Linked DNA regions of Dromaius novaehollandiae: region 2 is linked to region 1. A link is a contact called in public Hi-C data. All regions are on one chromosome and are shown on one strand. The core of a region is the stretch at or near the end of the contact, and the rest is flanking DNA. Distances in the headings are between cores, read along the strand shown.

What was found. A called contact is a pair of places that touch in the nucleus more often than the background predicts.
Region 2: a contact with region 1 is called in a Hi-C map of ovary, with 2.3 times the contacts expected there. The contact joins two enhancer-like sites. A contact is called at or near these places in 2 of 4 Hi-C or Micro-C datasets (brain and ovary).

What each region holds. Positions count from the first base shown.
Region 1 is chr2:106,482,724-106,486,861 of bDroNov1.hap1, reverse strand. No RefSeq gene overlaps it. Among named protein-coding and RNA genes, the nearest start is that of ZNF236, 59 kb to the right of the region's middle. Within about 2 kb of position 1,966, at least 2 of the 2 cell types and tissues checked have open chromatin away from gene starts, as enhancers often do.
Region 2 is chr2:106,646,103-106,650,240 of bDroNov1.hap1, reverse strand. ZNF516 (zinc finger protein 516) reads right to left here. Exons shown (of 6, transcript XM_026100724.2): 3 at 1-381. Among named protein-coding and RNA genes, the nearest start is that of ZNF516, 87 kb to the right of the region's middle. Within about 2 kb of position 2,225, at least 2 of the 2 cell types and tissues checked have open chromatin away from gene starts, as enhancers often do.

The DNA.
Region 1 (4,138 bases), core at 717-3,216:
CTCAATTTATGTTCAGCTTATTGATTAATAAAAGAAATTCTAGAGCTCCAAACCACAAATAAAATAATTGCAGCCTCCATAAAAGTCGTGTTCTCCAGAAGACAAAGTAGAACTTCACCAAAGCACCATCTAGTGACAGTGAAAGATGTCCACCAGAACCGAGCTCAGGCTTTTCAAATCTGTTGATGTTTCACAGTCCAACCACTCATAAAGACCTGCACCTTCCCAGCCTCTGGTATAGTCAAAATCTTTTGGCACAACTGCAGTTATGCAGATGTGAAGTACTCATACATCACAGGCTTTCTGTGAGCAAGGGAACAGGACATATTTGTATGTAGGAAACTCTCTGAATTTGGGAAGGTATCATCTCAGTAATTTTAATAGAAAAATCACTAATTGAGTCAAAATAATTGCCATATTTAGCCATATTTAGGTGCCCAAAGAGAAGAGGCCTGACTTGCCAAGAAGCTGCAAATCTCCTTGATGTCAGTGGCAACTGTGTGCTTCCGACAGCTTTGACAATCTGATCATTTTCAACTAAGCACCTTAAGTATGGTGTGAAGAATCTAGCTGTGGGAATCAACACTTTCAAAATCTGGGCTTACATATGGGAGTAACATGATGGCTGCCTGCTTATTCTAGCAAGATGTAGAAAAAATTAATGGAAAGTTAGTACCATCTAAGTGGACTTCTGCAATGTGTTTGCTATAGGCAGTAAACATTTACTTGTCTTTTGAGGCCATTAATTTTATATATGTGGAAAGGTTAGCTGAGACAAGATGCTTTTTATAAACCATCTGGGCAATAAGGACACTGTTCCATGAGTTCTTGGTATAACGTCTCCATTGTTTTGGATGTCTCAAAAGTAGAATTTTGGAGGATTGCCAAAACCAGAGGGAGAGTCTATTTTTAAAGAGAGATTATTACTAAGCATATTCAGTCTCTGACCTGGACTTTTCTTTCACTCTCCCTAAAATTATTTCTTTCAATGATGTCTTTATTTAGAATTCTAACTCTTTAAAATTAAGATTCTGTGTTTATATGGGTGTCTGTCATACCAAATTTAGCATAGTGATTAAAGAAAGGGTATTTATTTTATTTTATTTTATTTTATTTTATTTTATTTTATTTTATTTTATTTTATTTTAACACCTCATTTGGCAATCTCCACTTGAACAAAGAAAGAAAACCTTCTCAAGCAAACTAACGCCTACAAATAAAATGTTGCTAATGTCTTTGGTCATAAGACAGGATGTAGAATACCCTCATGTTTCCATGCAGTTGCTTGCAACACAATGCACTTTTATATGATGATTTTACTTTAGAAAACTTATGCAAAGATGGAACTGTCTTACAGACTACCACTGGTCCCATGACTCTGGGAGTATTAGTAGAATATACAGTTCCAATAAAATATATATTAATTTTTGTTACTGAAATAAACAAAGACAACCCTAAATTTATTAAGGACTGATGACATGAAGTAAAATGGCACTATTTTTGCAGTCGCTATTCTCACAGGATTTTTACTTTAAGCAGAGACAATAAGCAGCCAACACGCTACATGTGAGCTCTGCTTGGCACTGAGGAGCCACCATCATTTATGTCACTGCATAATTCTCCCATACTGTATCCCTGACCAATTAAAATACACAAATATCAAATAACGCTTAAAAATGTCTTAAAGTTGAAAAACAAAATCCCATGACAGCAGCTCCGGATGCAACACTGAAATACTAAAAGGGAACAAAGTAAGGAGAAAGCATTCTGACTCTATATCCCAGCGATTCGAGATATCAAAAATCACCAGATCTTATTGAGCCTGAAGGAGCTGATGGTGGGTTTTTTTTATTATTTCTGCTCTTCCTGTTTAATCCCACAAGCTGTTGACTGCTGAGTTCAGACTCCCCATGCTGCTGTTGTAAAAACTGGCAGACGTCACTACAGAAAGCTTCCTTGACTGGACAGCAGCAGTTAAACTTGCCAAATGTTACCCAATAAGGAAGCTTGCGTATCGGGCTCTGTGTACTGGGGGAAGCTAAAGCAGAGCCAAAGAGAAGGAGGGGGAAGGGAAGGGAAGCTTGAAAGATTTCAGACCATTGAGACAAATACAGAGAATGGAAACAAAACGTTTTATTTGTTTGTAAGGTCGCTGCCCTCAGCTGGAACACAGATTTTGGAAGAGTATTAGAGGAAAAGTTTAATCTCATGCAAGCACTAGCTAAAGCATGTTTAAATTCTGTTTATGAAGCAGTTTAAATTTGGGCAATGGGAGTTAAGAAACTGTAACATTTGTCCAGTATATTGCAGAAATAATAGCAGCCAAAGTTTGGGCATAATCCTTTCTCAACCCTCCACCCCACCCCAAACCTCCAAATAAAGTGACCTAGGCAACACCCAAATCCGGAATCTGTTAAAATGCCTATATTTACTGCTACGAAGAGTGATGTAGAAGAGTTGCTGGACTTAAAAAAAATTATTTTCATAGGCCTTTAGCTTAAACCTAAAATACATGTGAATGTTAGAGTGGTCAGGCTTGTCACAGAGCAATAAAATACAAGGCATTTTCTCTCTGGCACATCTTTGGTTTCTTTCTGAACAGCTTGATTCAGTCAGATAATTCTGCTCACAGTTATATCTATTTAGTCTTGGAGTAATGCCCCTAAATTCAGTGGTATTATATGGATTTACATTGCTTAAAAGAGAGGGAAATATGTGTATTACATCACTAGGGTTACTCTAGCAGTGAATTTGGCCCAGAATGTGCAGCTACTGTGCTACATTATTTAACCGCTATTGAGATGGGACAAAAACAGCCATAGCAGCAGAGACCATAATATAGCAAATATCAAATACTTTTTCTTTTCAGCATTTCCATAAATGTTCTTTCTCTCTTTGCCTCTCTTCCCATACATGTGGGTGGTTATCTTTAAGGACGCGATATACTGCAGACACACAACACACGTAGTCATAACTTAGAAGGGTTGGAGGGAAGATGTTATTGTGTGCCCAATATTAAAAGGAGAAACAGCCCTCTGAACTAATGCTTTTGCAGTATTCCCTGCAAACTCCATTACCTCTTTGCTGTGTGAGTATGTGTGTGTTGTGTTTATATATTCACACTCCCTTTGGGTGTCAGCTGGTTAAAAACATTTGTTTGCGGGTTCATGACACCTACAGATAGATCCCTTGCTTATTTAAGTGCATATGATTTTGCATAGAATTAATGTGAACAATGCATATACAACAAACAAAGAATGCAGCCGTAGATTCTGAACAGTATGGCACAAGCCAGCTCAATCTAATACATTGTTTTGGAGTGTCATGCTGGGGAGGTAGGAGAAAAGGCCCGTTCCATTGTAAGCAAAAGATGTCAATTCAATCACAAGCAGCTCGTCATTAAGATGTTCTTCTCGGGTGGTAGCACGGCCCAGTATTTTTTAAAAATGCAGAATGAAGTAGTCTGAAAATAATCTGATGAGTCAGAAGTGGCTGTTGAAGCATATCTAAACATACTGCTATTAAATTGCTCATTTACAGTCAGAGGCAGCCCTCAAGTCACTGCACCTATGTGCAGAGGTAGGTAAAGTGAAAATAGAAGTGATCTGGTTTTATAATGACAGTACTGAGCTTTCATTGTCTCTGGGTAAGAAAAATAAAATCCCTGGTGAAATAAATTGGGAAAAATAAATAAAAATAGGCTTTTTGGGAAAAAGCGTAGTTTCCAATAAGATAGCACGTTATGCATGGTCTATAAAGTAAATTGCTGGTACTAAAAATGGTATGTATGAAAATTCGAAACACTAGTGTTTACTTATATGTATGAAAAGAAATAGGTCAGTGACTTTGTTTGCATGGTGACTATTATTGAAATAAAACAAACTGACACCAATGCTGATTTATTTTCCTATTCTGCACCCTTTTTAAAAATCACTTTAATCTGAAGTTGCTACTGGATGTAAACATGACAGCAGAGTAAACTTTCACAGTATGTTCTTTTGCAGTTGGTTAATGAAAAAAAAATCCTAAAAAAGAGCCCATTGGAGCAATTCAGCTTTCTGAGCAGACGATAAGGTGCTGATTTCTGCTGTCCTGCAATAAAGTATCTGATATAGTGTAGAGTAGAGCTTATTGGGAA
Region 2 (4,138 bases), core at 976-3,475, 160 kb before region 1:
GCTCTCTGCACAAGTCCGGCAAATTTTCTTTAGAGCGACCAGCGTGCATTTCAAGTGATGTTTTCAAGCCCATGGCCATATTTGAAGATGTCTGGCCCACACCTGAAGCAAAGTTAGCAATGTGACTGGAGCAAGGAAGCCCTTGGCTGCGGTGAAATGCTGGCATCTTTACATCTGCAGGATCTTTCAGATTGTGGTATTTCGAAAAGGGCTCCTTGGTAACATTCCCCAGTGCAGACACTAATGCTGGTATCTCTGGTTTAGACTCATTGGCATCATTTTCTCTGGCATTGTGGCTTCCCAGCTTTGGAAGTCCATCCACCTGAGATGTTGCCATATGTGTCTCCTCTTCAGAAAAATTGCAATGGTATGGCTTTTCATCTGAATGGGATAAACAAAAAACATCATTATCATTTTATGTAGACAGGAGCACAAAACACAAAGCAAAATTCAAGGCTGAAATAAAATACAAGGAGAAAAAGCAAACTCCAGTATTAGTATCATAATGACATACTACAAACTAAATGTACAGTATAAGCAAGAAAATCACAGAAGACACAACAGTTCAATTTACTTTTAAAGATCACTGTGAAGTCTGGATAAACTCCCTAATGCTGCATGCTTGTGACATTTTAAAGAAAGAACAATTCAGTAATATACTCATGTTAAAATCTGAGAGTGCAAAAAAAATAAACAAATATGCAGCCATTTAATGCTTTAACAAAAGCAAAGATAATGGAGCCAGATAAGACTGACCTAGTTAAAGGTCTGTCAGCGTTTCCATTACAAGCCCCTATTTTCAAAGGGTTTATAACTCAGCAATAAAAACTGGCTCCACACTGAAACCAAGCATATAAGCAGATACAGCATACAGAATAAATTGCTCACTTAACAGAGACTTTTGTAGTGGCCCAATATAAAAGATGAGTTATGGGGAACGTAAATTTTGAATTTTCTGTCTGTTAGTTTAAAGCAGATACATTTTTATTTTAACATACGTTTGAGTCAAACTTAGGTAAAGTTTATGACTGCTCAGTCCACTGAGAGACAGGGAATTCAATATTTTTGACTATTTACCTCACAGAATTCAAACCAGATTTTCAAATCTTTCCATTTTCTTCTTCTCTTCTCAGCTCTCCTGAGTAATTTTATCTAACACACATCCTAGAAAGGCAGCATACTGGGCAGTAATTAAAGCAGTTTGGGGGAAACAGAACAGTTTGATTTGTTTTGCTCAGCACACAGCTAACCTCCGCCAGCTCTCACAACACCGATCTCTCAGAGCTGCTGATAAAGTCGTTGAATCCCTCCAAATCAGTTCACAAATCAATTCCACTGAGATTTTCATCACAGCAGTAATGCTTACTTCACTGAATCCATTTAACATGTAACTGAATTGAATCATCTGACAAACTTTCAGTTTCAATTAACATGCAGTTAATGAGCCACTGCCAGGCAAGTGTAAGGAGACTATGTTCCATCGAAAATGTCACCAGTCCAAAGTGATCACCACATCTGCAGAATGGGAAAGGAGTGAACTGCTCTGTAGCTGCATATCCTCTTGCATCAACTCATAAAAGCCAGTGCTTCAGAAAATCAAGTACTGCTCTTTAATAGAAGGCAGTGCCATAGGCATTGCTCTAAACTGCACAATGGAAGAAGTATGTCTTCAGCTGAAGTTTCACTGCAAATAAAGTCTATTTAACCTCACTTTCAATTCAAGCAAAAAATTCCTAAGCTTTTGTTTAATTCGAGGTAATTAGGTTAAAAATAACCCATAGATTTGCAGTCTTGGAGGGCTGAACGCTCACTCTGCTCAGATCATTTTCGTTTCAAAGTCTCTAAAGGGATAACGTCAGGGTTAAAAAAAAAGACTAACATCTTTCTCGTGCTGCAGGGGGCAAGGCCTTGGGAAAGCACATGCTCGGCACTACTAGTTAAATTTACAGTTTGAAACAAAGACACTGCATGCAGTAGTGAAATCTGACACTGCACATCTGTGTTATTTTCAAAGCACATCTGTCAAAGCCCAAAATATTTGTGCTCTTAAATAAGATTTCAAGGCTTCTCTTTACGATCACAAGGAGTGGGTCCTTTGATCACCGTAGTAAATAATAAAGTAAAGCAAAAACAAATCATTCAATCGTGGCAGCGTTCAATGGAGACTGAACCAATCTACGGGCTAAATGGAGCACAATGCACAAAAAAGGGGAGGTCTGAAAGCAGGGCGAGCCTTGTTCTCAGGGCCTACGGAGCCGGGAAACGCTGGCGACGAGGCTGGACTGCACAGTTATGATGAATGAGCACACTGAGAGCAGTCAGCGATTCCCAGGCAGCTTTGTGCAAGTCCGATACTTCTAGATGCATTGCGACTTTGTCAGAACCTACATACCGTGCCATTGTGGCAAAGATGACTGAACTGAGCTGATGAGGAGGCAGCAACGTAATCAGTTTAGGTTTGGACTCAGGAGAGGAGGAGGACAGACAGACTGTTGCTCTGTATGCTTTTGACAACTGCATGTACAAGGCTTTGGACTGGAACTGCAAACCTGCAGACGGCAATGGTTCTTTTAGCCATTTTGGTTAAGTGCAGCTGTCAAAGAAAAGGGCATTTTCCAGGTGGAAAATGTAGCACAGAATAGGGAAAATACATGTAGGCAGTTATGAGGTAAATGTGGACACAGCCTGTAATTGCCACAATGCAGAAGTCATATTTTAAGTTCAATATATGAAAAATTGTAAGGTTATTACAAAATGCAGCTTCTAACATCTCTTAGCAGTGTCTTATCAGATTCATCTCCTCTGCCGTCTCACACGCACAGTAGTTAACACACTAGAAATGACTCTAAAAGCTCAGATCAGGAGCCTCAGCAGAAGTATTTATATTAATTGTTCAAGCTCCACTCCTAGCAAAAAAGCCCATACAGGATCTGGATAGATACACTTTTCACCTCCAGGCCTGAGCACACTTTTTTGCCAGTACTAAGCACACCAAGCCAAAGCTTTTCCCTAGCCCTAGCCTACTTCTCACCAGGTACTCGACGCCCCAGATACCAACAACCAGACCAAAATGCTGCAGTGTACTGGGCAGCCCAGGGTGGGCTGCGATGAAGGCAAAAGCAAGAGGAGACAGTACGTGATCTGATAATATAGTCAGAGCCTTTTTAGAAAAATAGTTTAAATTTATTTCTACTTGCTCCCAGCCGCTTACCCCAGCTGAAAAGGGGTACTAACGATCCATTTAAATCACTGGTATAAAATATTGCTTCAACTAGTGCAATGCAGGCATTACTGTCACCAGAAACTTTTGAGATTTTATTATGGCCAGGTCAAAGCAAAAAGCCATGAATGGGATGCCTTTTGCATGATCTCCAGGGACTATAACTCACACTCCCCATTGAAAGAGTTCTTGGCTAAGCATTCTCTCACTTTTCCTTCAGTCCCTTTCATCTTCCCATTTCTATCTTAATTCCTTTGTTTCTTATCCAAAACAGCCGTGCTACCCGCTGTACTTAAAAGCACCTATCTCACTCTTACCACATCACAGAAGGGTTACAGTTTTTTGTGTGTCACTGATAACCAGTCAGCAATTAAACTGGAGGAATTCAGGAAGGCACACAGGTAGGGGGCAGCTGCTGACCTCATCTCACACCTTCAGTTTGGACTGAGCTTCAAATACTGATGGCATCCCAAAGCAGGGCAAAGCAGGGCAGTATAAAACACTGAACTTCATGGGAAGTCCAGGTCTAGAAGTGTAAGAACATTTACGGATTTGACTGGTTCTTCAGAAACACACATAATTGCCATCACTTACGCATCTTACACAAGCAGATAAAAATTAATTCCCTTTCCCCCTCTTTCCCCCTCTCATATGCATAAACTCCAGTTGTTTCCTCCCCAGCTCTGTCCACCACTAACCCAAAATTCAGAACGGGTTGCACAGCTGTTTTAATTCACGAGGCTTCCTATAAAGTAAACCAGACTAGAAGACCGAGGACAATGCAACCATGCTTTCTATTCAGAAGAGCAGAACTGGCTAGAAATTGGGCCCTTTTTTTGGCTATCATTACAAAACTGGTGAAGGTAAAAGAGCAGATGTGATGTGATTGATTTTTAGTAAACATTTGACAATGATTTG